4 separate regions of the Mus musculus genome follow, and all the other regions are linked to region 3. The links are chromatin contacts, called in public ChIA-PET and HiChIP or PLAC-seq maps. All regions are on one chromosome and are shown on one strand. Each heading gives the region's core, a stretch centred on a gene start, on an enhancer-like site or on the middle of the called end of the contact. The rest is flanking DNA. Distances are from core to core; before and after follow the strand shown.

Region 1 (6,720 bases), core at 3,989-6,488, 390 kb after region 3:
GTCTCTCTTGGGGGCCACACCCCTCTCCCCTGGTGACTCACTATCTTCTGGAGGAGGAAAGGCAGGGATTTCTCCAGGGTGTTGGTCACCAGTTTCAGCAGTTGGTTTGGCAACAGGGTGTCTGATCTAGGGGAGGGATGACAGGTAGGAATACACCGGGTGTGCTAAAGGCATGGGTGGGGGCGGGGCGGGGTGGGGAAGCCAAGTACCGCTGGGGAAAACAGCTCTAGGCAGGGCAGCGGGAAGGCAGCGGTAGCTGCCTTTTCCTTTCCCAGCATTCCCACATCCTCTCCTCCTTCTTGTCCCCTCCCCCTGCATCTATGTGTTTTTTTTCTCTGATTCACTGCATTATGTCCTGATTTGTATTTGATCATTTATAAAAATCTTTGGGATTTTCAAGCAGGAAGTGGCCTCACTGGCAGTGGATCCGTGAATAACTGATCCTCTTGGGTGTCAGGCTCTGTGCTATGTAAGTCAGTCAGTACATCTCCTCCCCAGGACTCCTCCATGTGGGCCGAGTCCAGTACTGTAAGCCATAAAACCGAGGCTCCCAGAAGTCTGTAGCTGGCTAGGACCCACGGTTAGGACGTAGCTAAGCAGAGGTTGAGTCTTACCTATGACCTTCAGTGTGGAGGCAGGAGAGGTGACAAGTACAGTGTGTGGCTTTGAAGGAGAGGCAGCCCTAGCCCAGAGAAGGACCACTGCAGAAAGGGCTGGGCCAGTGCAGGAGGAGCCAGTACCTGCGGTGCTCAGGGGAGGCTCAGAAAGAACTCAGAGATGCTCACCGCTTCAGGATCTTGATGTTCAGGCTTCCAGGTGGTGTGTGGCACTCCTCGAAGGCCACCTGGGTCTTGTTCCCTATCTGTTCTAGCCGTACTCCAATTCGTATGTTCTTGATGGCTTCCAGCCAGAGGATCCTGTAAGGACAGTATGTCTGGGCAGGCTTCTAGCCAGTCTAAGGTTGAGACCAGAAGTCATGAGCTGGCTGCAGCTTGCATTAGAATCTAGGAGAGCTCTTTAAAACACAGAATCTGCTGGCAGACTGGGTGGTACTGAGCCAAGATCCTCACAAGGGCAGCAGACACCTGCACTGAGTGTGACCTTAGATGGAACATATGCTCTGCCAACTAGGTCGTGAATCTTACCATTGCCACACTATCCCAACCAAGCTCAGGCCCCCTCGACCCTGTCACAGTGCTTCCCTAGGCTTAGCACCTCTCATCCAAACACTTACTAAGGGGTCTGCTTAGCTTCTGACACCAGATGAGATCAAATGCATTCCAGATGGAGTGGTCATAGTCTCCTCCATTAAGTGCTAAAGTTAGAACAAAAACCATATTCCCAAGAAAGCAGGAACTGGCATATTCCCAAAGGGCATTGTGACTCTCCTTACTTCAGTAACCAACGTGTCACCGCCTCTGCAGGTGGCCACATGTACAGCCACTCAGTTCAGAGCTGTGGAGATGGACTCCTGACCTACTGCAGTAGAGAACTAGAACTGTAGCTGGTTCTAGACTCATGCTCAGGGAATGGACGCTCTTGCTTCAACTGCCCAATCCAGGAGCCCCAGACCCTTTTCAGACTGTCCCATCAGTGCCAGTGAGAGAGCCATCACTGTAGACTCACTGAATGACCCAGGGCAGGCTTCATCCCCATTCCAAACCCCAGCTTCCCTGCTGAAACCTGCCCATGTAGAATGCACTTGTGATCCTCGTGGTGACACATGGCTTTTGTTAGTCTTGCCTGCTGGCAGCATGTGGGGAGGAAGTGCTGTGTGTACTTACTCTAGGAATGAGAGGTACAGCTTGCAGCGCAGTGTGATCTGCAGCAGGCTGTCACTTAGAATTTGCAGGGTGACTTCTGGTCCCTTGGCATCTTCTATGACCAACCTATGGGAGGCATGGGGGTGATATGTCTGGCTCTGTGTATATCTGGAGTACTTAGAATGGGCGCTGATGCCAGGAGGAGTGGAGAGAGCTTTGGGCAGCGTGTCCTTACACAGTGGCCTTCCAAGACCACAGAATTCTGCTTCCAGTCTCTAAGCCTTGAGGATCTGGGCAGCCCTTACCCTTCTCTGGGTCGGCCTCTAACAAGCCAGGGACTGTAGCTTAAGTTTGTACACATGAAACCTGCTGAATCCAAGTACCTGACCCTGGGCCGAGGCTGTAGTTCAGTGGGAGAAGTTTTGGCAATGTACATGGGACCTAGGGTTGATTCCCAGGTCTCACGGATAAGAGTCTGAGCTTTTCAAAGGAAAAGCCAGCAGGTAAGAACACATCTCAGCAAGAATCAGCCCCTGTAGTTTCCAGGAAGGACCCCATAGGCTCTGCTGAGCATCCTTAAACATTGTTCTCCCTTCCCTGCTAAGGCCTCAGGTGCCTCTCCTCCCTTGGCTTGGAGGGGTCAGGTTTGCACTGTGGACACTAGTGTCAGCTACGGATTCCTCTGGAGCCACCAAGGCTGGCAGCAACATGTTCTGTCACAGAGGGGAACCTGGCCACCAGCACGGAACCTTCTGGAAGGAGTTCTTTCCCTGTTTGCTTCAAAACAGGGTCTCGTATGTCTGGGCTAGTCTCGAACTTCCTATGTAGCTGAGCACTGAACTTCTGACCCTCCTGCCCAGCCTGGAGGATATTTTTAGGATCAGTTCATGCGGTGTTGTCCTTTCTTCCTCCCAAGCCATGTCCTGGAATAGGGTGGGCTTATAGCCATGGCATGATTACCCAGCTGGGGTAGGGGAATTGTGGACAGTACCAACATGTGGCATAGCTGGGGTGGCATTTGCCTGTGCTACCTCCCAAGCCTCCCTGGGCCGTGTCCCCACACTATAGTTCCCTGACTTCTCCATTTTACTCCCACCAGAAAATCCATTTCGGAGCTTGGAGTCTTAGGTCTTATGGGTCATGTTGGGGAGGGACTCATGCATTCACAGCTGAGCCTATGGCTGTGCAGGTCACCTTAAGAGAAACCCGTCTCCAACCAAAATTAGTACCGTTCATCTAGGTGGCTTCTTGCTCTACTAGGAGGCTTCAACTCAGGGCTTTCAGGGCTGAGCAGATAGCATGGCAGGCATCTGGGGACCAGCTAAGGGGCTGTAGACCTGACACTAACATTTGTTGGGTGGGAGGTCAGGACAGGTGTGGCCAGATGTTCCTGCGTCCAAGTTCAAGGTGAAGTCCTGGCCTCTAGTACTGCAGGACGTGACCTTATTTAGAAAGACACTGGCTGCCAGCATGATTAGTAAGGGCCATGATTAGAAGTCATACTAGAGCAGGCTAGACTATAAGCCAACATGGCTGTGTTCTTAGAGAAAGGGACTTTGGACCCAAGGATGCCCCATGAGGTGTCAATAGGCACCTGGTACCAGCATCAGAGATTGTTAGTGAATGCTAGGCGCAAAGGCTGAGCCCTGCTTCCAGGAAGCAGCTGAAGACCCCTGTCTTGGCCTCCATTCTACAGGGAGGCCACTGGCTCTGGACACTTTAGTGTGGCTGTGCTGACAAGACCACACAATTGGGAAACTTGAATCTTGAGATATATTCATGTCATCCAAAGGCCGGCGGTTAACAGAAGCTATTTTGGAAACATTATTCAAATTTATAAAGCATAGGACTGACTGAGGAACCACAGAGGGGAAGCCCCTGCTTCCTTCCTAGAGGGATTTGGAGAGGTCTGGAAAGGTAGCCACACAGTAGGAGGACCTGCTTCGTGCATTCAAGGCTGAGGAGATGCTGTGGACCCCAGGTTGCCTGCCCACCTCTCCTCTGCTTGACAGGGAAAGGCCTGAGGGAGAAGAGAGGCCCAGGCTACCGCATGGCCACTCACCCGGCTGTCGTCAGCAGTTTCTTCAGCTCAGGCATAGTCTTCCCAGAGAGCAGGTCCCCCACCAATGACAGATCCAGCCCACTCTTCTTGTCAACGAGCTCCTCTCTGACGAAGGGCAGGGAGTCCATGACAGACACACCCTCACTTGGGGATCCAGTCACAGCCATCCTGATCATACCCTCCAGGACCTGGTTCTCTGATAATAGATTTGAGATGTCTGGGGACAAAAAAAAAAAAAAAAAAAAACTCCTCAGGGTCCATTCAGCCATTCAGCAAATAGCCACTGGCACCTGAACCCAGCTAGAAGATAAGACAGCCATTCAGCAACAAGTTCTTATGAGGAGACCAGAGCTCAGATCGCAATGTATCGCCCAGGCTGGTTTCAAACTCCTGTGCTTAAGTCATTGTCCTGGCTCAGCCTTGCCTTGCCACCTAGCTCAGCCCATAGGTCAGTCTGCTGGGCTTAAGGAACAGCGTGGCTCCTGCTGCTGCTCTGGAGTTGACATGGCAGTCAGGGAGAAAGACAAACTAGAACTCATACCAGTCAGTAAAGTAAGTTTTAGAAGTGTTACAGAGAAACACTTAGACTCTAAGTGTGACTGGGGTGTGGAGGGCCTGCTTTGGACATGAGGGTCTGCTGTAAGGAGGAGGCTTAGGGCAGACACCCCAAGAAGGAGAAAGAACTCAGCTAGACCTAAGTCTAGGGAGAGCAGCAGCCCATGCAAATGCCTCCAAGGTCACAGATCCCCAAGCTGTGACAAGAAGCGCCCCGCAGACAAGCAGCAGGGAGAACAGCAGGCAGGCAGACAGGTTAGCAGGTGTATGTCTGGATAAGGCCATTGAAGAGGTTTTACCAGAGGGCAGTGGGAGCCAGGAGAGACCTGACTGCTACAGGGAGATCAGAGGATGTTTCTGCAGGAGAGGTGGTAAGGACTTTGTCTGCCAAGCCCAGTCAGAGCATTCTACATTGAGAAGGAGAGAAAGGGGGATGGGCCCACACCAGCCAAAGAGGCAGCGTGACCTCTAGTGACCTCTACGTGGTGGGCAGAGGAGGCAAGGGAGACACTGGAGGGTTTGAATGACAGGGTGAGGACTGCTCATGGCAAGAGGGAGGCAAAGCAAGTGTGAGAGCAGAGGAGGGGCAAGGGCAGCTGTGGGCAGCTGGTAAATGGACACCAGAGGGGAAGAAGCCCAGAGCTCTTGTCCACTGCTCTGCCTTCTCCAAAGTCATGCTTCTTCAAGCTCATTCCTTGAGATTCACCTGTTTCCAGCTGGCTATTGTTGATCCGCAGGAAGAGATGAGTGTGGGTTGCCCCTCGGGCTTGGGGCAGCACCCCCCAGCATAACAGCAGTGCCCACAGCAGCAGCATCCCTGCTTCAGAGCCTGCGCCCCGGCTGGCCAGGGGAGTGAGAGCTTAAGTCCTCTCGAGGGGCCCGCAGCCCCGTGACCCCACTCTGTGCCCCGCCCCCATCCTTTGATGTTCTGACATTCCTGCGCGGGGCGGGGCCTGACTCCCTTATGGATCCAGCTCTCTCAGGCCTGTGACACCAGCTTTCTTAAAGGACTACTCGTATACACCAAGCTCTGAAGTGAAGGGTGGGCACATGGTGGGAAGCCAAGGCCCCAGGCCAGAGCTTGGCATGCTCAATTCTTCAGCGGGAGATTTCACTTCTCTTGGCACTTTGCAGCCAGGGGCTTTTGGCCAAAACGGATAGAGCCTGTTACTGAGGCAGGGGTGGGAGGAAAACAAGCTCAGAATGTGGCAATTGGACCCCAAGGAGGAAGTGGGCTGGGCTTGGGCCCTTTTCCTTTGGCATATCTCCACCTCTTGTGTGGAGTACAGAGGCTGCTAAAGATGTGACTGGCATAGATCCCAAGGTGGTAAGGGTGTGTGTGTGTGTGTGTGTGTGTGTGTGTGTGTGTGTGTGTGTGTGTGTGCATGTGTGAGCTGGTGAGGCGCCTGATGAAGCTGGTAATGTCCACCTTGTTCCTGCTGTTCCCATGTCCTTCCTGTGTATGTCACCTAGGCTCTTAAATCATTTCTACTCAGATGTGGTCACCAAAGTTGCAGACAGGTCCTAAAAGAGCTGAGGAATGGAGAACAAGCCGAGTTCGTTTCCTTCTAAGCCTCACTGGGAATACGATAAACCTACCGTGGTTTTGGGGAGATGGTGAAGGTCAGCGGGGCAGCAACTGTGGAGTAGTAAGCACAGGCCTGGTGCACAGGAAGGCTTAGTAAGCCGTTATGATCATGCGCGTTCTATACATAAGGGAGCCGAGACACAAAGGAGTAAGCACCTCCATCAGGGCTGGGTAGCATATCAGAGGATGCCAGAGGATGCCAGAGGAAGCTGGGGTTTGATGCTGGGGCCCAGAAAGGACCCAGAGATTGGCTGGTTCTGCCACAGCAGTTCCATGACAGAGCAGCCTGCCACCTACCTTTATGGAGTCCCTGTCTTGTGGGAACCCAGCACCCCTTGCTCCTGCATGCCCCTGACTATGTGAGCATGGCTCCTTCATTATCGGGTGGTGCAGCCACCAACAGCTGTCCCCAGTTGTCGTGGGATTTTCAACAGAATTTTCTCCTTTCAACTCAGGGTGCAAGCAGGGCAGGTGTTAGCGCCAATTTCCTTTTCTTTTTTGTTTTAAACTTTTTTTTTTCTTTTGAGATTATAATATCATTACATCATCTCTCCCCTTCCTTTCCCATCCTTCCCTCAGGAGTTCCAGTTTTCACCTGGATGCTCAGGCTTGAGAACTGGTGGAAGACAGAGTTCCAGGAGACAGCAGAGACGTAGGAAGCACACAGGAAGCACGAGGCTGACCATGGCTTGTTCTGAAGCGCTTCCTTCAGCCAGCAGGACAAACTGTCAGCGAAAGTTCACAGATTTGAT
Region 2 (6,755 bases), core at 3,664-6,163, 280 kb before region 3:
ATACCTCCGCCAACTATTTACAGCAGTGCAATTCTACTAAATTCAAAACAAGTCAGGGCAGATGGTGGTGGGGACGGCTTTAATCTCAGCACTTAGGAGGCAGAAGGCAGGCAAATCTCTGAGTTTGAGGCCAACCTGGTCTACAGAGTGAGTGCCAGGACATCCAGGGATACACAGAGAAACCTTGCCTGGATAACAAACAAACAACACTTCGGGGGCATAGTTTTATTTTTTTAAAGACTTATTTTACTTAGTCTCCATGTACAGATATGTGCAATACATACTGCCTACGGTAAGGGTTGTGATAGAGGACTAGAAGAAAGGATTTTTACCCACTCCTAAGAAATAAAAGTTTCCTTTGACCTCTGCGCACTCATCTCGACCTCTATCAGAGGTCCTAAAGTCCAATTCCCAACAACCACATGAAGGCTCACAACCATCTATACAGCTACAGTGTACATTTCCATGTTAGTCCATCATTGAAGGATGTCAGGACAGCTACTCAGAGCAGGAACCTGGAGGCGGATGATGCAGAGATCATGAAGGAGTGCTGCTTCCTGGCTTGCTCCTTGTAGTTTGTTCAGCCTGCTTTCTTTTTTTTCTTTTTTCTTTTTTTTAGATTTATTTGTTTATCATATATAAGTATACTGTAGCTGTCATCAGACACTCCAGAAGAAGGCATCAGATCTCGTTACAGATAGTTGTGAACCACCATGTGGTTGCTGGGATTTGAACTCAGGACCTTTGGAAGAGCAGTCGGTGCTTTTACCCGCTGAGCCATCTCACCAGCCCCCAGCCTGCTTTCTTATAGACCCTAGGACCACCAGTCCAGGGCTAGCACCAGCCACAGTGGGCTGGGCCCTCCCTCATCAATCACTAATTAAGAAAATGCCATCCAGGCTTGCCTACAACCCATTCTTATGGTGGAATTTTCTCAATTGGCGTTCCCTTCTCTCAGATGATTCTAGCCTGGGTTAAATTGACTAGAAAGCATGACAACCTTAGTGCGTTCACTAGAGTCAACTATCTTTGCTAGCATGAGCTGAATTATGAAAAGGTGATTTCCCGTGAATTCCCTTTCTCCATTTCTGTCACTTTCCCTTTTATTTCTACATTATTTTCCCATTTGTTCAGTCTTTATCTTCTGAATGAACAGGCTTTGCTGAAACTCCATCCACAGCTTCATTCTCTCCTCTTCAAAACCTGTCCACTCAGCAAGTTGAGGACTAGCCAGGGATATTTGTTGGATCTCAATAACCTAGGAAGAGAAAAGATGTGTCTATCACTGGTTCTCCACCAGGGGTGATGCTTATCCCAGCCCCCCTCCCGCCTCTCGCACCCCCCCCCCGCCCCCTGAGACATCAGGTAATATCATGACTGGAGGGAGTATGCTCCTGGCATCTTTGGATATTGACCAGGTACTGAATAGCCTCCATGCAGGGAACATCAACCTATAACAGAGTTGTCTTGTTCAAATTGCCAATAGTGTTGCTGGTAAGAGATCCTGCTATGCATAGATGCTAGTAGCTACAGACGACTGTGGTTTGGTGGCAGCAATTCAGATTCTCAAGGTAAAAGAATAGCCACCAGTATCAAACTGTCAGGGGTTCACTTTTTCTGTTGTCTGTATTTAACTGTGGATACACTTTCAATGCTCTACAAGCAGTTTCTTCATCTGGACAATGGGGCTAATAAACTATCTCTCTTGCTAAATTGTAAGTTCCTTGGAGGCAAGGATGTGCTCTGCCTAGATTAGGGACAGGTGTGCAGCAGGAAGTATTTCTAAATATTTGTGGGTTAACTCAGTTGTCTTCAGGCCTAAAGCAGAGAACATACTAAGGATTACAGAGCATGAGGAGAACAGCCTCGGGTAGTGGGCAGCTGTGCTGATGTTTTCATCTAGTGTGTGCCCGAACTAAGTGATTTCATAGAACATTGTTTTAATTTAATTAATATTTAGGGTGAGCCAAGATTCTAACACAACAATAAGTTTATACTTAGTGTACAGCAAAACGATCAGTAAGAAGACACTAAAGCCATCTTTTGTTTTTGTTTTTGTTTCTGAGACAGCATTTCTCTATGTAGCCCTGGCTGTCTTGGAACTCACTATGTATACTGGGCTGGCCTCAAACTCAGAGAGCCACTACTGCCTGGTTTGTTTGTTTCTTTATTTTGTTGTTGTTGTTGTTTAAGACAAGATCTCACCCCATCCTCTCGGGATCCATATTCTGGCCCACAACTCTGGCTGCTTTCCTAGAGGTCACTCCAGCACCAGGGACCCCAGACAGGAACTTAGCATAACTGTCATCAGAGAGGCCTCATTCAGCAACTTATGGAAACAGATGCAGAGACCCACAGGCAAACCTTAGGCAGAGCCTGGGGAATCCTGTGGAAGAGGGGGAGGAAGGATTGTAGGAGACAGAATAGTCAAGGACACCACAAGAAACCCTACAGAATCAATTAACTTGGGCCCCTAGGGGCCACAGAGACTGAACCACTAACCAGGGAGCCTGCCACAGAACTGACCTAGTCCCTCTACACATATGTTATAGTTGTGTAGTTTGGTTTTCATGTGGGACTCCGAACAACAGTAATAGGTTTTGCTGCAGACCTTCTGGGTCCCTATGTCTGCGTGGAACGGGGTCTCTCGACGCTGGTGGGCAAAGCTTGGATGAATGACAGACAGACACACACGCAGGAGAGTTTGTGTGGAATCTGAATGTAATTTTACAACTCGAGCATCAGACTTTTTATGCAGAGGACAATAAGGAAGTTGGGTGACATATTCGCAAGGTACAATTGAGGTGACCAGAATCTTACATAAAACAGAGGAATGCAAACACAAAAGGTCTAACCGGAACCACCCAGGATAGAATATATTGATAACAGCTGGGATCAACAAGGGCTCCACCTAAAATTCATTAATCTTAGAAGCCAGGGTCAAGGGCTTCCCGTCCTTGCCACAGTTCCTATTTTAGTCTCTTGTATAGTCTACCTTCTCCTTAGGCCATTGTAAATACGTGTGTATGGGTGTAACTCTGCTATAGTATCTATTCTGGTTTCTCCTTTGGTCTGAAACTTCCTTCTTTTTAAGTGATGGTAAATTCCTGTGTAAGGGAGTGACTTAGCTTTTACAATCTTGCTGAATTCTAAACCCTTGATCTTGGTCAAGGATGCCCTTGGACTGTTGGAACACTGGCGGAAGGCTTTAGCCATGTCAGAGCACTTATAGGAAAATACTGAAAGAGAGCACACGTGGATCCAACTCTAGACTAGTGCGGTAATGGAACTCGGGAATGAAAAATTAATGTATGGGTAGAGAACACTAGACTCCAGGAGGAGAGCTTCCTTGAAACTCTTTTGCCTCATGAGTGACTTTTAAGCCTTTCGGCTTGTCCAGTTGACTCGACCAGAGAGCGTAGCAAGGTTTTCTCTGACTCTGTTGCCTGCCTCTGGGATCCTTTCCCAGAGGCTAGGTGGGCTGCCTCACCCAGCCTTAATAGGATAAGATGCCTCTGGTCTTACTGCAACGAGTCATGCCAGGGCAGGTTGATATCAATGGAAGGCCTCCCCTTTCTGAAGAGAAATAGAGGATGAGTGAATGGGGGGTAGGGGCTGGGAGGAGAAGAAACTGTGGTCAAGATGTAAAGTATATTAATCAATTAATTGATTAATTTAAAAAGATAAAATCTTATGTAGTCCAGGCTGGTTATGAAATTCTGATATTCATGCCTCTACTTCTCAAGAGCTAGGATGGTAAGTGCTACCACACCCAGCTCAGACAGACCATTTTGTAATTCCAGTAGACCAAAACAAAGACAAACTCAGTAATCAGGTATGAATACAAAAATCAATCAAGAAGAACATTTTGCCAACTACAAAAATCACTAAGTACTTTCCCCATCTCTTCTAACGTGAGGGCTTTTTTTCACTAATCATAGATTAATCCTCACTTGATTCTTTTTATGCAAGAAGCATTAAAAACTTGATAATTACTCTCATCTCCTGATAGCATCTACTTACTTGAGCAGTCCCTTCAGTCACCTGAGTGGATCACCTGACGCCCCAGCTGAGCATTCTTTCAAACAGTGGGGCTTTGCAGTTCCCTGTGGTTACAAACACAGGTGTTTTTTTGTTGTTTTGTTTTTTAACTACAAGCGCATACTCCGAGGCCTTCCTAAATGGCAGCTGTATCTCCCCAGGGAAAATAGATGATACATCCAGAATTGTCTAGCAAAGACTCCATAAACAAGGAGTCATGTACCATATAAGGAAGCTTTAGTCAAAAAAGGACACATAATTAATAGTCCCAGATGATTATATCGCCTAGGACGTTGTAGTGTCTTTACTTATATGGTATGAAGTTCGTCAACAAGTTAATTACCTACTCTACACATTTCTCAACATAGCCCCTTTATTGAGCTAGTTAAGACTATTTCGAAGCTTCCTGACAGACTGTAGCTTGCTGGGCTGTTTCTCCTCAGAGGACGGCTTCGTTCCTCGGTCTAACTATGGAAAACCAGGGAAGAATCTTCTGAAGTAAAAAGCTAGAAGGTTAAACTTCTCACGAAGTGAAACGCTTCTACTGAGGTGCATTCCTCGAATACTAGACCGATTCTAGGGGAAAGCGTGAACTCAGCTCCACGGGTTCATATTAGGGTTTCCACTAAGTTAAACCTGAAAAATGGCCCCAAATTCACTTTACAAGCAACACAGCACTTTTCGAACCTCTTAGGTAACCAGCAGCACAAGAACCCGAACATCCTGACATGTTTAAAACAGTCGTGCACGCCCTCGAAACTCCCGAAGCGCACAAGCGCCGGTCTTTTCTAGCCAAACTACAAGTCCCAGTATGCCCGGCGCCGGGGAGTCGCCGAATAACTCGCGCCACGAGAAGCACGTAAGGTTGGCTTTACTGTACGCCTGCGCTTTGGCGAGCTCTGCGCAGGCGCACTTCCAACGTTTGAGAGGAGGGCGGGGTGTCGCTCCCTTTCGCTGATGCAAGAGCCTAGTGCGGTGCTGTGAGAAGTATCGGTGGGAGCTACGCTGACTCCGGGCCGTGAAGCCGACCGGTTTGACTTTTCATCCCTGCCGAACCCGCTCGAACTACAGCCATGTCCGGGGACGAGGTGAGAGGCTGAGCTGGAGTTAGGGCTAAGGACTGAGGCAGGAAGCCGAACCCACACCTGTGTGAGAAGCCGGGCCTGCGGCCTAGCTGTAGCCGGCCGCCATGTGGAGCAGCCCGGCCTAGGCGTCCCGGAGCTGTGGAGCCGGCGAGGACTCTGGATCCTCAGACTTGGTCTCCCTCGGCTCTCCTCAGGGCGGCGGCGAGGCCTGTCTCCCACGGTGATCGGCGTTTCGGAATGGAGAGCGTGTTGAGCCGTCCTCTCGGAAAGGGGTTGAATGCCGAGTTAGTTTGCCCGGCCGCCCCGGCATTCCTTTCCTCACACACATAGCCGCCTCGGCTCTCACGGCTGAGGGGTCAGGGTGCCCTGCGAGGCCCCTCTCGGTTCCGGTGGAGCACCGAGGTTAAAACTTTGTAGGCTGCCTTTTCCGGGCGGATATCTCGCTCCCGTTTCCCGCTCGAGGCCTTATTTCTTAAGACAGGAACCCAAAGAGCCAGAGGAGAAGATATTTTAAGTCTCAGGAAGTGACCACCTTTCGAGAAAAGTTTTCGGGCCCGAGTCCCAAAGTTTCCTTTACAGGCGAGGTGAGCAGGAAGGTCCGGCTGTGAAACTGACTGGGTTTGGATCTCAGAATTTTTCAAGCCCCGTCCCCCGTTTTATTGTGTCTTTTTTTTTTCTTTTAAATCTTTTTGGGTTTTGCCTTTTCCAGATTTATCCTAGTTCACATACCATTAAATGACTTTAAAGAAAAAAGAGTGGTCTTGGCTTAGATATTGCTTAGCATTGGGCCTAGAAGCCTAATCCTAGCCCCAAGGAAGTACTTTACGAAGAATTTGTGACTTACTTGACTTACAGGCCTAGGGGAGGGGTAAGAGGAATAGTTGAAGGTTCTGTGCAGAGTTGGCTTTTGAATGGGCTCTAGAAATGATCAGAATTTTCTCAACCAATGAGAAAACTGATCACAAGGCGTTTATGGTCAAGAAGGGAGAAAGTGCATAGAAAGTGAAGTATTCACTAGTTTGGTTGAAGTAGATGCTGGTTAGTTTATGGAGGACTTAGGTAACTACATTAAGGAATTAGAGATTTGTTTCATGGGAACTAGTTCTAGTTTAAGTTGGTTTCCAGGGTTCAGTAAAATAAATTCCTGTAAGTCCATTTTAGAGATGAGCCAATTGGAGCTTAGAGTTGTACAGTGCCTCTAATAAAATTCCAAGTGCCTGAGCTAGTAATAGAATCCCAGCTCTGTGCAGTATGCCTTCATCTAAATGACTAGGAGGCTCTTGCAAACTCACTAAACTCTGGAAGAGATAGATGTTTCTTGCTTGAAAGACACGTTAGACATTGCTCTTTGCTACTGCATTATGTGTTAGAAAAGTTCAGAAAGTGTTTAGCCTTTATTTCTACTCACGTTCCAGACTTAAAAATAACTACCTATATACAGCTGTGGTGTTCTGTGGTAAAGTGCTTATGGGTAGTAAGAGGTAATAGATAACACATGTAGTAACCAAACTTCGTAACTTAAAAATAACTACCTGTGTATTGTTATATTGTTCTGTCTATTGCTTCTGTGGTAAAGTATGGTGTAGGAAGAAGTAATGTTTAGACTAGTTTAAAGTTTTTTTTTTTTTT
Region 3 (6,842 bases), core at 3,154-5,653:
GTTCTTTTTCATATTACTTTAAAGTTTCCATACAATGTATTTTAATCAGTTTTCCCAATCTAATAACTTTTTTTTTTTTTTTTTTTTGGTTTTTTGAGACAGGGTTTCTCTGTGTAGCCCTGGCTGTCCTGGAACTCACTTTGTAGACCAGGCTGGCCTCGAACTCAGAAATCTGCCTGCCTCTGCCTCCCAAGTGCTGGGATGAAAGGTGTGCGCCACCACGCCCAGCCTAATAACTTTTATTATTTACTTTATATCCCGATTGCAGCTTCCTCTCCCCTCCTCTTCCCCTGCCACATCCTCCACTCCTCCCCCTCTACTTAGAAAAGGGACATCCATGGCTATCAACCTGCCTTGACACATCAAGTTGCAGTAGGACTAGGCACATCTTCCACTGAGGCTAAGACAAGGCAGCCAGCCCAGTTAGGGGAAAGGGACACAAAGAGTCAGAGACAGCCTCTGCTCTTGCTTTAGTTGTCCCACATGAAGACCCAGCTGCACACCTGTTACGCATGTGCAGAGGGCCAAGGCCTGGCCCATCATGCTCTCTGGTTGGCAGTTTAGTCTCTAGAAGCCCTTATGTGCGAGTTAGTTGATTCTGTAGGCTTTCTTGTGGTGTCCTCAACCCCTCTGGCTCCTTCCTCCCCCTCTTCCACAGGATTCCCCACGCTCCACTTAATGTTTGGCTGTGGGTCTCTGCATCAGTGTCCATCAGTTGCTAAAGCCTTTCTGTTGACAGTTATGCTAGGCGCCTGTCTGCAAGTATAGCAGAGTATAATTATTAGTGTCAGGGTGGGCTTTCTCTCACAGTACCCCTGTACTGGCTGTTTTTGTGTGTGTCAACTTGACACAGCTGGAGTTATCACAGAGAAAGGAGCTTCCCTTGAGGAAATGCCTCCATGAGACCCAGCTGTAAGGCATTTTCTCAACTAGTGATCAAGGGTGGAAGACCCAGCCCATTGTCAGTGGTGCCATCCCTGGGCTGGTAGTCTTGGGTCCTATAAGAGAGCAAGCAGGCAAGCTAGTAAAAAATATCCCTCCATGGCCTCTGTATCAGCTCCTGCTTCCTGACCTGCTTGAGTTCCAGTCCTGACCTCCTTTAGTGATGAACAGCAATTTGGAAATGTAAGCTGAATAAACCCTTTCCTCCCCAACTTGCATCATGGTCATGATGCTTTGTGCAGGGATAGAAACTCTAAGGCAATACCCCCCTCCCCCCAACCCAGTTATCTCTCTTAGGACTCTCCCCCTCCATCCTCCCCCATTTCTTCTCCAGGCAAAATGATTAAATTTAGTGAGGCAATGAATCATTAAAAATGACTAACACCTCACTTTAAGTCTTGAACGTGCTACACTGAATTGACATTCAAATCTTTTTAGATTTGAATTTATCAAAATTCTGATGTCTAAAATCCTTGGAATTATGCAACTATTCCATCCACTGGATGGTCTTTAGGTGGACTCCATATTATGAAATTTCTGCACCAGAATTGCATTATTCCTCACCTCATCACTCAATCGTGCATTCCTCGGTATTCTATAAAACCTAATGACTTTGTTATCGTTTAATATATTTTCAAATTACACAGGCAACAAGATTGAGAATGCTTGCAACATATCTGTCCATGGCAAAAAAAATCGCAAATGGAAAGTTGGACCCATCTTTCTTGGCCAACTCCATTCACTTTCACTTTGCAGTTCAGGTCCTTAACTCAGTATTTTCCTCAATGTTCTTCCCTTGCCCTGTTGAGTGAAGTTGTCTTTCTCTATGATACTACTGGGGAGTGGGGGGGGGGGGCACATACAGCGTAGAGGTGTCTTGAGGAAATGACGTGTGTCAAGGCTCTTGTGGCTCACTTTGATAATAGTCTATTTCACAGGTGAGGAACAGATAAAGTCAGGAGAAAGGAGGGTGAGAGAAGGGAGGATGTGGCTGGAAGTGACGCAGGCTTCCTGAACTGTGGGCAGTGAGGCTCCATAGCATGAAGAACACAAGCTGTTATCACCGGGAGAAGTCGGGTTCTTGGAATCACTCTGTCTATTAGAACTTCAGGAGGAAAAACAAAAAAAAATTTTTTTTCAAGATAAAATATTGGGCCTGTGAGATGGGTTCACACAGTGGGTGAAGGCACTTGGCAAGTTGAGTTTGGCTTCTAGGACCTACTGACTCCTGCAAGTTGTTCTCTGACCTCCACATGCATGCTGTGACCTAAGTATGCACACATACAGACCATACATATAAAAAAAGGTCGAAAACATAAAGCCCTTAATTAAACGTTCCACCCTCCGCTCCTTTCCCTTCTGGTGAAGTCCATCAGTACAAGCCGGGCACACTGCCCTTCCTTCCTTCCTTCCCATCAAGGCCCCTGGTGCGCTCCCGGAATCTTCCCTCACCCCACTGCTTCCTTCCTGACATTTCTAGACTTTTGGCAAATCTAACCTATTCTGCTTCCCAAATATATCTGGGATCCACCCTCTCCAGCCGCTTGGCCGAGCTCCTTACACTCCCTGCTGCCCTTCACCATACCCCCCCCCCCCCCGCATTCCCCAGAAGCCGGGGTGAACTTTATAAAACATACATCAGATGATGTGGCTCCCCTGATGAAAACCTTTTTTTAGCACCACACTGATCCCAAGATAAAGTTCAGAAGCCTCATCAGATCTGAGGAGGGCTTTTCTCAAGCCGCTCCGCTACACTGCACCGGGAATTATGGGAAATCTTGTTCTCCCTGGCTTCCACCACCTGGTCCTTCCGATGCCCTTTTATTTGGATCGCCACACACCTGCTGTTCTTCTCGTAGAAATTTTATTTATTTTGGTCCTGGGGACCTTTCAAGGCCAGTGAAACTACACTTCTCGAATCCTATTTAATTTTTTCTTTAGCTAATACACAAGCATATGCTTGTACGAAACGTTTAAACAATGCAATACCCCACTGTCCTCCAAAGGGAATGAACACCCACGACCTGACCACACGCAATACCCCACTGTCCTCCAAAAGGGAACGAACACCCACGACCCTGACTGACCACCCAGATCCACACCACCCCTGCTATTTTCTTCACAGAACACACCAGCTGGGGTCACCTTTGCAGTCTTCTTTTTTGAGTTCCCGTTGTTTTGTGGTTTTTCCCCCCTTTTATTTTCTGTACAATGATATTTTTAATACTTTTGAGATTATAATTTGATTAGGACATTCCGCCCTTCACTTTTCTCCCTCCAAACCTCCCATATAACCTCTCCACTCTCCTTCAAAGTCATGGCCTTTTAAAAAAAGTTGTTATTGAGTATATGTATGTACACATATATTCCTAATTGGTTTTTGAAAGTCTCATGGTGCCAAAGCTGGCCTCAAAATCCTTATGTGGCCGAGGCTAACGATCTTCCTGCCTGTCTTCCAACCGCTGGGATTATGAGCATGCACGGCAAACCCTGCCTGAGATTGCCTTCTTTTACTATTCTTTCCCACAATTCTGACGGCGGGGTGAGGTGGGGTAGTAATGAAGGAGGATGAGGACAAGTGAATCTGGCTTAGTAAGAATCACTGGATTTCTTTCAAAGGTAAGACTCAGGTGAGAGCTCATCCTCCAAGAAGCTAGTGAACTACAAGCCTTGGTTTCCTTCTGCCGGCCCGGCCCACAGATTTCCACTCGGGCTGTTCACTCCACCCTCCACCCACAAGGCTACTACTGTGTCCAACTCCTCTCCTGTCTCTAGAGCCATCCTTTGTTGTTAAACTCCAGCAGGTGCACATGGTGGCGCTCAGAGCTCCCTTTCTCCAGAGCCTGGGGCCCATGCACCACGGCGATCTTGCAGATCACAGAATCGAATCCGATTCGATCGGAGACCAGAGTAGCCCAAGCAGGCACACGCGTGCAGGGCTCAGATCGGAGCACGGTGGGTGCCCTGTGTTTACTGGTTTGGGCCGGTGGTCTCTCCCAGACTCCGCTGTGCACACAGGCGGCGCCTCCTTCTCTGCTCTGGACTTAGTAGGACTACATCCCAGCCCGGAGGCCACCGTGGGTCTCGGGACGTTCTGAGTGGTTCGGGCGCCCGACTGGGCAGCTGAGCCGCCCAGCCCTCCCGCACCGCCGTCTCTCCAGGCCCAGGCCCCCGGCTGTTTCCTGGGCGTGCACCCTCCCGCGCCGGCGGCCTCGACTGCCGCGCTGTTCCGGTCCCGAGGCCCCCTCCCCGCAGAGCCGGCGCTCCCAGGCTGTTCCCGCCCCCTCCCGCCCCGCGGCTGTTCCGGCCCGGACGCCCTCCGCCCTCCGCCCCGCGGCCTCCACGCGCCCTGGGCCCGGCGCTGCGAGGGCGCGGCGGGAGGGGGCGCCACGCGGAACAGCCGCTGCCCCGGCCCGACGCGCTCACCCTCCAGGGCCTCGAAGATCGCCTGCGCCATCTTGGAGCTGCCGCCGCCCGGGGAGTCGGAGCGGGGCTACGCAAGCATTGTGAGAACCGCGGCGGGGTCGGGGCCGCCAGGGGGCGCCCAGGAGCCGACGCCGAAGCCCCTGCCCCGGAAACAGCTTGCCCCGCTGTCCGGCCGGAGACCCAGTCCCCTAGTAGTTCCAATTCTACACAGACATACGTCCGGCGCTCGCACATCGCCTCCCAACGCGGACACCGACCCCAGTTCTTCAACACGCACCCCATGATCGCTGCACACAGTCTTCTTCAAGGTTGCAACACCAACCCACCTCACCGAGATTGTCTGTTACATGGACACCCCACACCTTGCAACTGTGCCACGCTGATTGGAAAGCAGCCTTCTCGAAGGACTCCTATCTCTGGTCTTAATTCCTCAGTTTATGTTAGATTCCCTCAGTGCTCTTCTTAACCCCAATTTCCAGCTTTGGAGGGACCTCCATTCCCATTCACACACCTCTCGACTGTGATTCTCTGAGACCCCATTTCTTTGACGACCCTATTACCATTTCAGCCATTCCTAGCTCAAACTCATAGGGAGGGGATCCACTCCCAACTTCATGTCGTCGTTTTTACATTTATTATTAATTTTGTTTTGTGTATATGGACACACATGGCATATATCTACACACAGACACACAACAAAACACATGTGTGAAGATCAGAGGACAACGTTCCGGAATCGATTCTCTTCCCTCCATCATGTGAGACCCTGGCACTGAACTCAGTCCAGCAGCAAGTGCTTTTACCAGCTGAGCCGTCTCTAAGTTTTGTTTATAATCCATGAAGTCCAATTTGAACTGCTGGTACATTATATTGATCAGTGTGTCAGTGTGGGGTCATCCACTGGAACATGGTTTATCAGGGACTACATATACACTTAGAGGACTTTCTCTCCCAAGACAGACCTCTGGGGATTTGTGAGGTCCTCATCCATGCATTCTGGAATGATGACTGGCTTGATCCTGTGCAGGTGGAGAAAGCTACAGCTGGTCTGAGTTTGCAAGTGCTGTAGCCCTGCCATTTCCAAGACACGATTTCACCCCAGGCCTCCCCAAACTCTGGCTCTTATATCTTTCCACCCCGACATTCACCATGATGCCTGAGTCTTGGAAAGAGGAAAAGATGAGATAGAAGTCCTACTGTGGCTAAACACTCTACTGACACTTTAACTAGTTGTGAGTTTCTGACTTAACTGTCCTCTGTTGCACAAAGTTCTGTAATGCTGGCTCACTTAATAGTCTCACTTAATAGTGTCAGCTGCCCTGAGTGTGTGGGGCTCGAAGAGGGCAGGGCTGCATACAGAGCCTGGTGAATGAATGCTAAGCTGGTGATCTACTTTAGCTCCACCTCAACCCTTGACCTTTAATTTTGACCTCAGTTTTTGTACTTACTATTCTCTCCAGCTTCCATTACCCTTCCTAACAGCTGACACCACTGCTTCTTGGGTCATCTACCTCCTCAAAGAGGCCTTTCCTGACCAACTACCCTGACTAACATAGCTTCTCCTTGTACCAGAATAAAAATTATCTGAAGCCATGGCTCCTCTTCTCCACCCCTCATTTACTTCCTGGTCTATGGCCTATGTTTTCTGATAGATTATGACTGAAGACAATTTTTTTTTTTTTTTGGTCTTGGCTATGTTTCTAGAACCTAGAACAATACCTGGCATATCGTAGGTGCTCAACAAACAAGTAATTTTTAAAAAAGATTTATTTATTTATTTTATGTATGGGAGTTCACTGTATATAGCTGTACTGATGGTTGTGAGCTTTCATGTGGTTGTGGGAATTGAATTTTTTGGACCTCTGCTTGCTCTTGGCCCAAAGATTTATTTATTATTATACATAAGTACACTGTAGCTGACTTCACACACCATCTCACCAGCCCCAAACAAGTAAATTTTTAAAAATTATATCTTCACTTCTATTATTTTGTGTGTGGATGTTTTATGTGCATATATAGCTGTGTGCTACATGCATGCAGTGCCCTGGAGGCTAGAAGATGTTGGATCCCCTGGAACTGGAGTGATGGAGGGTTGTGAGCCACCATATGGGCGCTTGGAATGGATCCTGGGTCTTCTGCATGAACAAGTGCTCTTAACCACTGCACTGTTCTCCAGACCCAATGATTAAAAGTTGAATTAAATGACCAGATACATTATAACGATAATAATAATGATAAAAGCAATGCCAGATGAAATTTTAGGGAAGAAATCAAAATCTGAGGCCAATGGGTCAATGGTGATGTTAAAAATAGAAAAGAAGAAATTCTGGTTTTATTCCTGGAAAGAAGGTAGAAAAAGGGCTTTAGCATTTGGAGTGAGCTCTGGGTCTGCAGAAGTTACAGGAAAAGGACTGCCTGGCCTGTGAAGTCTGTGAAGAGTGTTTTTGTTTTAGTGGTGGTAGTGGTTTTAGTTT
Region 4 (6,246 bases), core at 760-3,259, 460 kb before region 3:
GTTCTGTTGCTATGAAGAGGTACTATAACCAAAGCAACTCTTGTAAAATTAAGATTTTTTAAAAATAAATACATCATTTCCTTCCTTCCTTCCTTCCTTCCTTCCTTCCTTCCAACCACAATTTCCCTCCCTCCTTCCCTCCCAGTCTCTTTCCACCTCCCACTGAATTTACTCCTCTGTTTCTTAAAAGAAAGAATTTGATTGTGGGCTTGCTTACAGTTTCATAGGATTAGTCTATTATCATCGTGGTGGGGCATGGTGGGGATATTTCCAGAGTATGATGCACTCACAGTGCTGGGGCAGTAGCTGAGAGTTACATCCTGGTCTATAGGCTGAAACAAACAGACAGATAGACAGACAAAAGATAGAGAGAGGAGGGAGTTTATACTTGTTACTGTGAGTCTAGTCAAAGATGCATAGCTGGGGAAACGGTAGGTCTTCAGGAGGAGCCTACTACTGTTGAGTTAAATGTTGTCTCCTAAATATTTGTTTATAGTCACAGAGTGGCACAGTCCTCAGTTTTGGTCAGAAAAATCTCCTTTTGTAGCAAATGACAGGTAATGCAAATGACCATGGCTGGTCGAGGTGCTGAGTGTGACTGTCTCAGATCATATCACGCCCTTTCAAAGCTCAGGGGAACACCATAGGAGGAGGAGCAGAAAGAACGTAAGAACTGGATGGAGGGGAGGAGGGTTGTGGACCCACACGGCATGGCCGTTGCAATCAGAACTCACAACTGCAGCTATTTGCCCAGGACCTGCACAACACTGGATCCCCAGCAACATTCAGTCATGGATGGGGGAGGTGTCCCGGGACATTGCTAAAATTCCCTCCTAGGAGACAGAAGCAAAATCTACACCTCCTCCCAAATAAACTGAGGTATGATTCTGCGGAAGATCCTTCTGGGGGAACCGGTGAGGTCAGTGAGCTTCCTGACAACGCATACACAGGTCAGGGGGTACTTACCAGATAGGGGTATGAATGATGCTTTTCCCCAAAGACCACAGCTGGAGACCACACCTCAACCAGCAGGGATGAGGGCCTCGCCAGTAGACGGGTAGCTGGAACCTACTTCCCTGACTACATACTCTAGTCCTTCCCTGAGGTCATGTTCAGTTTAGGCAGAATTGCATATAACAGGAGGTAGGGTGCAGCTGGACACCCAGGAGAAGGTCTTGTGACCCTCCTTGTTACTCCATGAGGAGACAGATAAGTCCAACGGAGGCCAACTTTTTACAAAGGGGCCAACTGAACTCCCCAGAGATGGTATATGCACACAACATGGGGCCTGGTTTCCTTCCTGAAAGCTAGCCGCTGAGAGCCGCTGAGAGAGAAGTCATACTCTTCAGGTGTATAGTCATTGGTGAGTTATCTATGCTCCTGCGGATAGCTCCGCAGTCATTTCCATGTGAGCAGCCTGTGAATCACCAAGAAAGACTACCGAATGAGAAGGTGTTGAGGAGGGGGTGGGGGCGAGCAAGGAAAGGCAAACAGAGGGAGGAGAGAGTGACACAATTGCAACCGGTGATTTTTCTTTCTTTGTTTTTGAGATAGGGCCTCACTCTGTAGCCTCGGTTGGCCTGGAACTAATTAGCGATAGAGCAGACTGGCCTCGAATTTGTGACAAATCTCCTGGCTCTGGCTCCAGAGCGGGAGATTTCAGACACTGTCTCCAGAGTGGGGATTCACAGGCACATACCACTAGGCCCAGCTCTTTACTTTGATCTTGCAAGAGTTTTACAATTGAAGCAGTTAAGGCTCAGGTTAGTAAATTGGCTAGAGTCTAAGAATTCTGCCTTGTTTTGACCTCTGATTCACTGGCTGGACGGATGGGAGAAGAACCGCCTCTCTCCACGCTCCCTCCTAGTCGAGTGCCAGGGGTCCAAAGGCCACAGTGCACAAAATTTATGATTTTTGAGGCAGAGATCAGCCTTGCTCCCGCTCCGCTCAACGCCTCGAGCTAGGCTCCGCCCCTAAGTTTCAGCCCCCAGCAGGTTCATGAATATTCAAATAAGAAGATATTTAAAGACGCCGGCGCCAGGCGTAGATCCCTGCCCCGCGCCGCCCGGCCCCCTTCACTGAGTTCATCAGTCCTAGCGGAAGCGCCGCCAGCATGTCTGATAAACTGCCCTACAAAGTCGGTGAGTCCCAAGGGTTCAGTCCTCCGTGGCGACTCGGCTCCCGTCCTGGGTTTGTTGTCAGTACCGACCTGCGTCTTGTTTAGGTGGCGGCTTCGGGGCGCCCCGGGACCCCTAGAATCGCTGGCCTGGCCGCGCAGGTGCCCGGGGATTGGAGTCCACACGCCGCCGAGAGCCAGGAGTGGGAAACGGCCGCGGACTACAAGTCCCGGCGTGCCCCGCGGTAGGCGCCCAGAGCGGCAGCGCGGGCTGTGATCTTTGGTCGGGCAGCGTGCTCCTGTCGGAGAGACTGGCCATTGGGAAGCGGCCCTAGAGGCCCAGACCCTGGCCCTGGCGTTTGGCGGCTTGGGTGGCCCCTAGCAAGGGCCCACCGTCTTCTGGGCCTTGAGCAGGGCCGGAGAGAGCATCAGTGTTCTAGGTGCTAATGAGGAGAGGCCTGGAAACGGCTAGTCTCGGTGCAACGGGAACTTAGGGTCCCATCTGCTCAATCTCTGGGATATCTAGTGGATGTCTAGAAAATTTGGAGTGGTTAGAAATTACTGTTCGTTTTGTCCCGATTATAGAAAGCTGTCTGAGTAAACACACCTTAACTTGAGCGTTTACAGTGGGATGGGCACTGCCTTATAGCATTATTCTAGACTAACCCGTCTTATTATTGTAGCTCTCCATGGAAGGAACGGTTTTATGTTTACAATGAATATCCAGAGGTATAAAGGGCATTTTCCCAGAATCTTGTAACTGGAAAGCAGCTGGTTAGAATTTGGACTCAGGACATCATGACCTCTAAGCTCATCTCTTCCACTGCTGTCTGTATACAAGGCAATACACTTGAAACAACCCTAATGGAATTTCAACACAATCCAATTCAAACTGTGCCTAGTGACACAAGCTTGTAATCCCAGCCCTGCTATCACTACTGAGGCCAAGGAATCGATCAGCTCATTTCAGAGGTCAGCCTGGGCATACAGTGAATTCCAGACCAACCTGGACAAGATGGGGAGACCCTATCAAAACAAAACTACAAACCAAACAAACAGAAAAACAAAGCAATTCAGGCTGGTTAGCTTTTAAAATAATTTCAATACTCTATTAAATTGGAAAGGGTCCTCAAAGGGAGATGAATGCTATCCCATTACACAGGAACCTAGGGAAGTGGCTTTGCAAATTCTTATTAAGATAGTTAATCAGCCAGCAGGGCAGTTTATTGTCTCCACTGGGTAGATGCTAAGACTGAAGCCCAGAGAGGTTTAAGTCAGTGTTGTCTTGGCGGAAGAGCTAGAATGGAGGCTCGACATACTGTGTAGGGAGGGATTGGGAGGGGGGGGGACCACAGATTGTATGGATGAAGATTGGGAGGGGGGGACCACAGATTGTATGGATGAAGATAAGGCTGGGTTCTTGCCTGTGTAAGGGTGGAGGCATGATTTGCCCATCAAGTAGGGTATGCTGTATGCTAGACCTTACTCGTTTGGCATTTCCTATGATCCTTGGGCTCAGGTTCAAGTTGATTCTCCTTATTTTGAAGAAGTGGGTTTAGAAAGGGTTCCACAGTTCCGTCTGGCGTTATGGGCAGTAGTCAGTTACCATGTGGGTGCAGGGGCTTGAACTCAGGCCCTCTAGAAGAGCAGCCAGAGAGCTCTTAACCACCAAGCCATCTTTCCAGCCCCCTCCTTCCTTTTTCCCCTCTATTTCATTCATTATTTCTTTTTCTTTTTCCTTGTCCTGTACCATCTCTTCATGAATTTTTGCTTATTTATTTTTTTTGCAGCTGGTATGGCCGGTAGACATTTTCTGACTCCTCTGTGCCAGGGCCTGCTGGTCACTGGAGGTATTGAGACCCAGGCACACGGCTGAGACAGATAGGCCCGTATGGTATAGTGTTAGTTTTATGTGAGGAGATCTGCCACTTTTCTCTCCATGGCTACCAGTCCCCAGTCTCATCTCTCCTCACAGGTCTGTGATCTCCTTGCTCCCATTTTGTTTTCCTGCTTTTTGAGCCTCAGCTGGTCTTGAATTCCATCTTCCTTTAGCCTCCACAGCACTGTTTATAGGCACATGTTGCTACAGTTGGCCAGTAGAATCTTTTCTAAAGAGAAATCTGGTCATCAAATAACACCACCTTTGAACCTCTGTAGGTGACCTACCTCACTGACAGTAAAGTCCTGATTTATTTTAAAACCCCTGTTTGAGTCAGTCCACCGATTTTTAGGTTTTTTTTTTTTCCTTCTCATTTTGTTATATGTGTCTGGGTGTTTTGCCTGCGTGTAGGTCTATGCACCACGTGCATGTGATGTGGACAGGGGCCAGAAGAAAGTGTTGGGTCTCTGGAACTGGAGTTGTAGACGGTCGTGAGTCTCCATGAGCTGCTAGGAATTAAACCCTGGAACAGCCAGTCCTCTTCACCATTAAGCCATCTGTTAAGCCCCTCAATTTTCAGATGTGTTGGAGCATATACTGGACCTGGTACTTGGCATGAACCTTCCAGGTTAACTGGCTGTGTTAAATTCCTGCGATGGGGGAGAGATCCGTGTGTCTGAGCAGATAGTGAGGAGAATAAAGTGGAGATAGAAACAGTTGGTAGACAGGAGTGGGGCCTGAAGCCCAGGTAAGGGTTAGGATTTTAAACTTTTAAAAAGTTTCCCACTGGACTATAACCAAGAACTTGCTATGTGAGAACAAAGGGGACCATGAAGCTGCTTTGTTGGCCCAGTTGAGAACTAGTGCTTTAGACGAGCGTGAGATGCTCAGTCAAAACCTTGCTGATGGAGGTGGGGGTATGATGACCCACAACTTTAACCTCAGTCCTCAGGAGGCAGTGGGAGGCAGTTATCTTTTGAGTTTGCAGCTAGCTTGGTCTACATAGTGAGTTTCAGGACAACCGAAGCTATATGATAGGCCCTGTCTCAAAAATAAAAGAACCCAGCAAAAAGAAAAATGGGACAGAGGCAAAAAATGGGAACGAGAAATTTTACAAGGTTTTGGTCGGAGTGGTTGGTTGAATGGTGGTTTCATTTCCTAAAATGGGAAGATTGAGGGTGTTAGGCCAAGGAGTCTGGAGGGCTCGTACTTGATGGTAATAATTGGACATAAGTCTAGAGGTGCTGAGTCAGCCGTTGGATTGTGAGTCTCAAATTCCTGGGAGAAGTTTGCACTGGCGGTAAATACGTGGGCGTCATCTGCACAGGGAAGGTATTCACAGCCATTTGGCTAAATGCCGAGCATTGGATAAGAGCTACTATGGATCCCTGAGGGTTCCTAGAGTTTGCCAGATGAGGAGCAGCCAGGAAGGTAGGAGGGAAAGCACAAGAGAGAATCGGATGCCAAGGAAGGAAAACATTTCAGAAGTGAGGGAGTCCTTAGTGGGGCCCCTGCTCCTGGGTACCTAGGTGATCAATGCAATGGTAAGATCTGAAGGGGTGAGACATGGTGGGGAACCAGGGACAGCTCATCTTTTGCAACAGACAAGAATGTCTAGTTAGCCACAGATGGAGTTTGTGAATGGGAAGTGAATGATTCTGAACCCTTAGTGATTTGTGACGTCATGTTATCAAGGGAACATGGATGGGGAAAGATGTTTAGGGAGAGGAGAAGGGAAGCAAACCTACTGGGAAAATGTAGGATTGCTGGGATGCACCAGTTTACCTCAGGGTCCCCATTCGTAGTAAGCAAGGTGTCTTCCTGTGGCTGTCGGTCTCCTACCTGGTTCAGTGGCTTAGGTACAGTGGAGGGCTGGCTCTAACTAGGTGGGAACTTTGTGGGGTTTTGTGGTTGGTTGTTTTTGAGACTAGGTCTCTGTGAAGCTTAGAATGACCTCAAAATCATGGCAGGCTTTGTAACTCAGCTTCCCTAGTGCTGGGGTTACGGGCATGAAGCCACTCACCCTAGCTTTAAGTGGGAGCTTTGCCTAGCCAGGTCTCAGTCTTAGAGAGCCTCAGATGGACAGTGGAGATCGTGAAGGGGGAATGATAAGGAACACTAGAAATTGACTAAATTCAACGGTTTGGAGTTGGGAATCTATAGGGAGAAGGGACATGGCCAGAGGTGGTTATTTGAAGTTCAGATTTCTGAAGGAGCTGTCATTGTTGATGTCCTGGGGAAGTGGTGTGTG

What was found. ChIA-PET counts read pairs in DNA pulled down with a chosen protein or histone mark. HiChIP or PLAC-seq counts read pairs in DNA pulled down with a chosen protein or histone mark.
Region 1: an H3K27ac HiChIP or PLAC-seq map of embryonic stem cells shows a contact between it and region 3, with 3 times the contacts expected there. The contact joins the promoter of Bpifb5 here to the promoter of Zfp341 in region 3. A contact is called at or near these places in 2 of 484 Hi-C or Micro-C datasets (the N1E-115 cell line and cardiomyocytes), 3 of 115 datasets of contacts at active chromatin or transcription factors (all in embryonic stem cells) and 1 of 9 other capture datasets (pancreatic islet).
Region 2: a contact with region 3 is called in an RNA polymerase II ChIA-PET map of memory CD8 T cells, with 71 read pairs. The contact joins the promoter of Eif2s2 here to the promoter of Zfp341 in region 3. A contact is called at or near these places in 2 of 39 promoter capture datasets (erythroid cells and neural stem cells), 2 of 484 Hi-C or Micro-C datasets (CD4 T cells and CD8 T cells), 12 of 115 datasets of contacts at active chromatin or transcription factors (the SCID.adh cell line, bone marrow-derived macrophages, effector CD8 T cells and 7 more) and 2 of 9 other capture datasets (adipose tissue and liver).
Region 4: an H3K27ac HiChIP or PLAC-seq map of embryonic stem cells shows a contact between it and region 3, with 9 read pairs. The contact joins the promoter of Ahcy here to the promoter of Zfp341 in region 3. A contact is called at or near these places in 1 of 484 Hi-C or Micro-C datasets (CD4 T cells) and 4 of 115 datasets of contacts at active chromatin or transcription factors (effector CD8 T cells, embryonic stem cells and memory CD8 T cells).

What each region holds. Positions count from the first base shown.
Region 1 is chr2:154,222,260-154,228,979 of GRCm38.p6, reverse strand. It overlaps Bpifb5 (BPI fold containing family B, member 5), which reads right to left and starts at 5,238. Exons shown (of 15, transcript NM_144890.2): 1 at 5,087-5,238; 2 at 3,826-4,042; 3 at 1,785-1,889; 4 at 786-917; 5 at 42-126. The coding sequence starts at 5,195. It also overlaps a transcript of Cdk5rap1 not described here.
Region 2 is chr2:154,891,064-154,897,818 of GRCm38.p6, reverse strand. Eif2s2 (eukaryotic translation initiation factor 2, subunit 2 (beta)) reads left to right here and starts at 4,913. Exons shown (of 9, transcript NM_026030.2): 1 at 4,913-5,129. The coding sequence starts at 5,115.
Region 3 is chr2:154,610,929-154,617,770 of GRCm38.p6, reverse strand. It overlaps Zfp341 (zinc finger protein 341), which reads right to left and starts at 4,403. Exons shown (of 15, transcript NM_199304.1): 1 at 4,369-4,403. The coding sequence starts at 4,399.
Region 4 is chr2:155,070,260-155,076,505 of GRCm38.p6, reverse strand. Ahcy (S-adenosylhomocysteine hydrolase) reads left to right here and starts at 2,009. Exons shown (of 10, transcript NM_016661.3): 1 at 2,009-2,141. The coding sequence starts at 2,114. Gm39966 (a long non-coding RNA gene) reads left to right here and starts at 2,332. Exons shown (of 2, transcript XR_866885.2): 1 at 2,332-2,556; 2 at 2,800-5,462. It overlaps Gm45609 (a long non-coding RNA gene), which reads right to left and starts at 1,994. Exons shown (of 3, transcript XR_001783519.2): 1 at 1-1,994.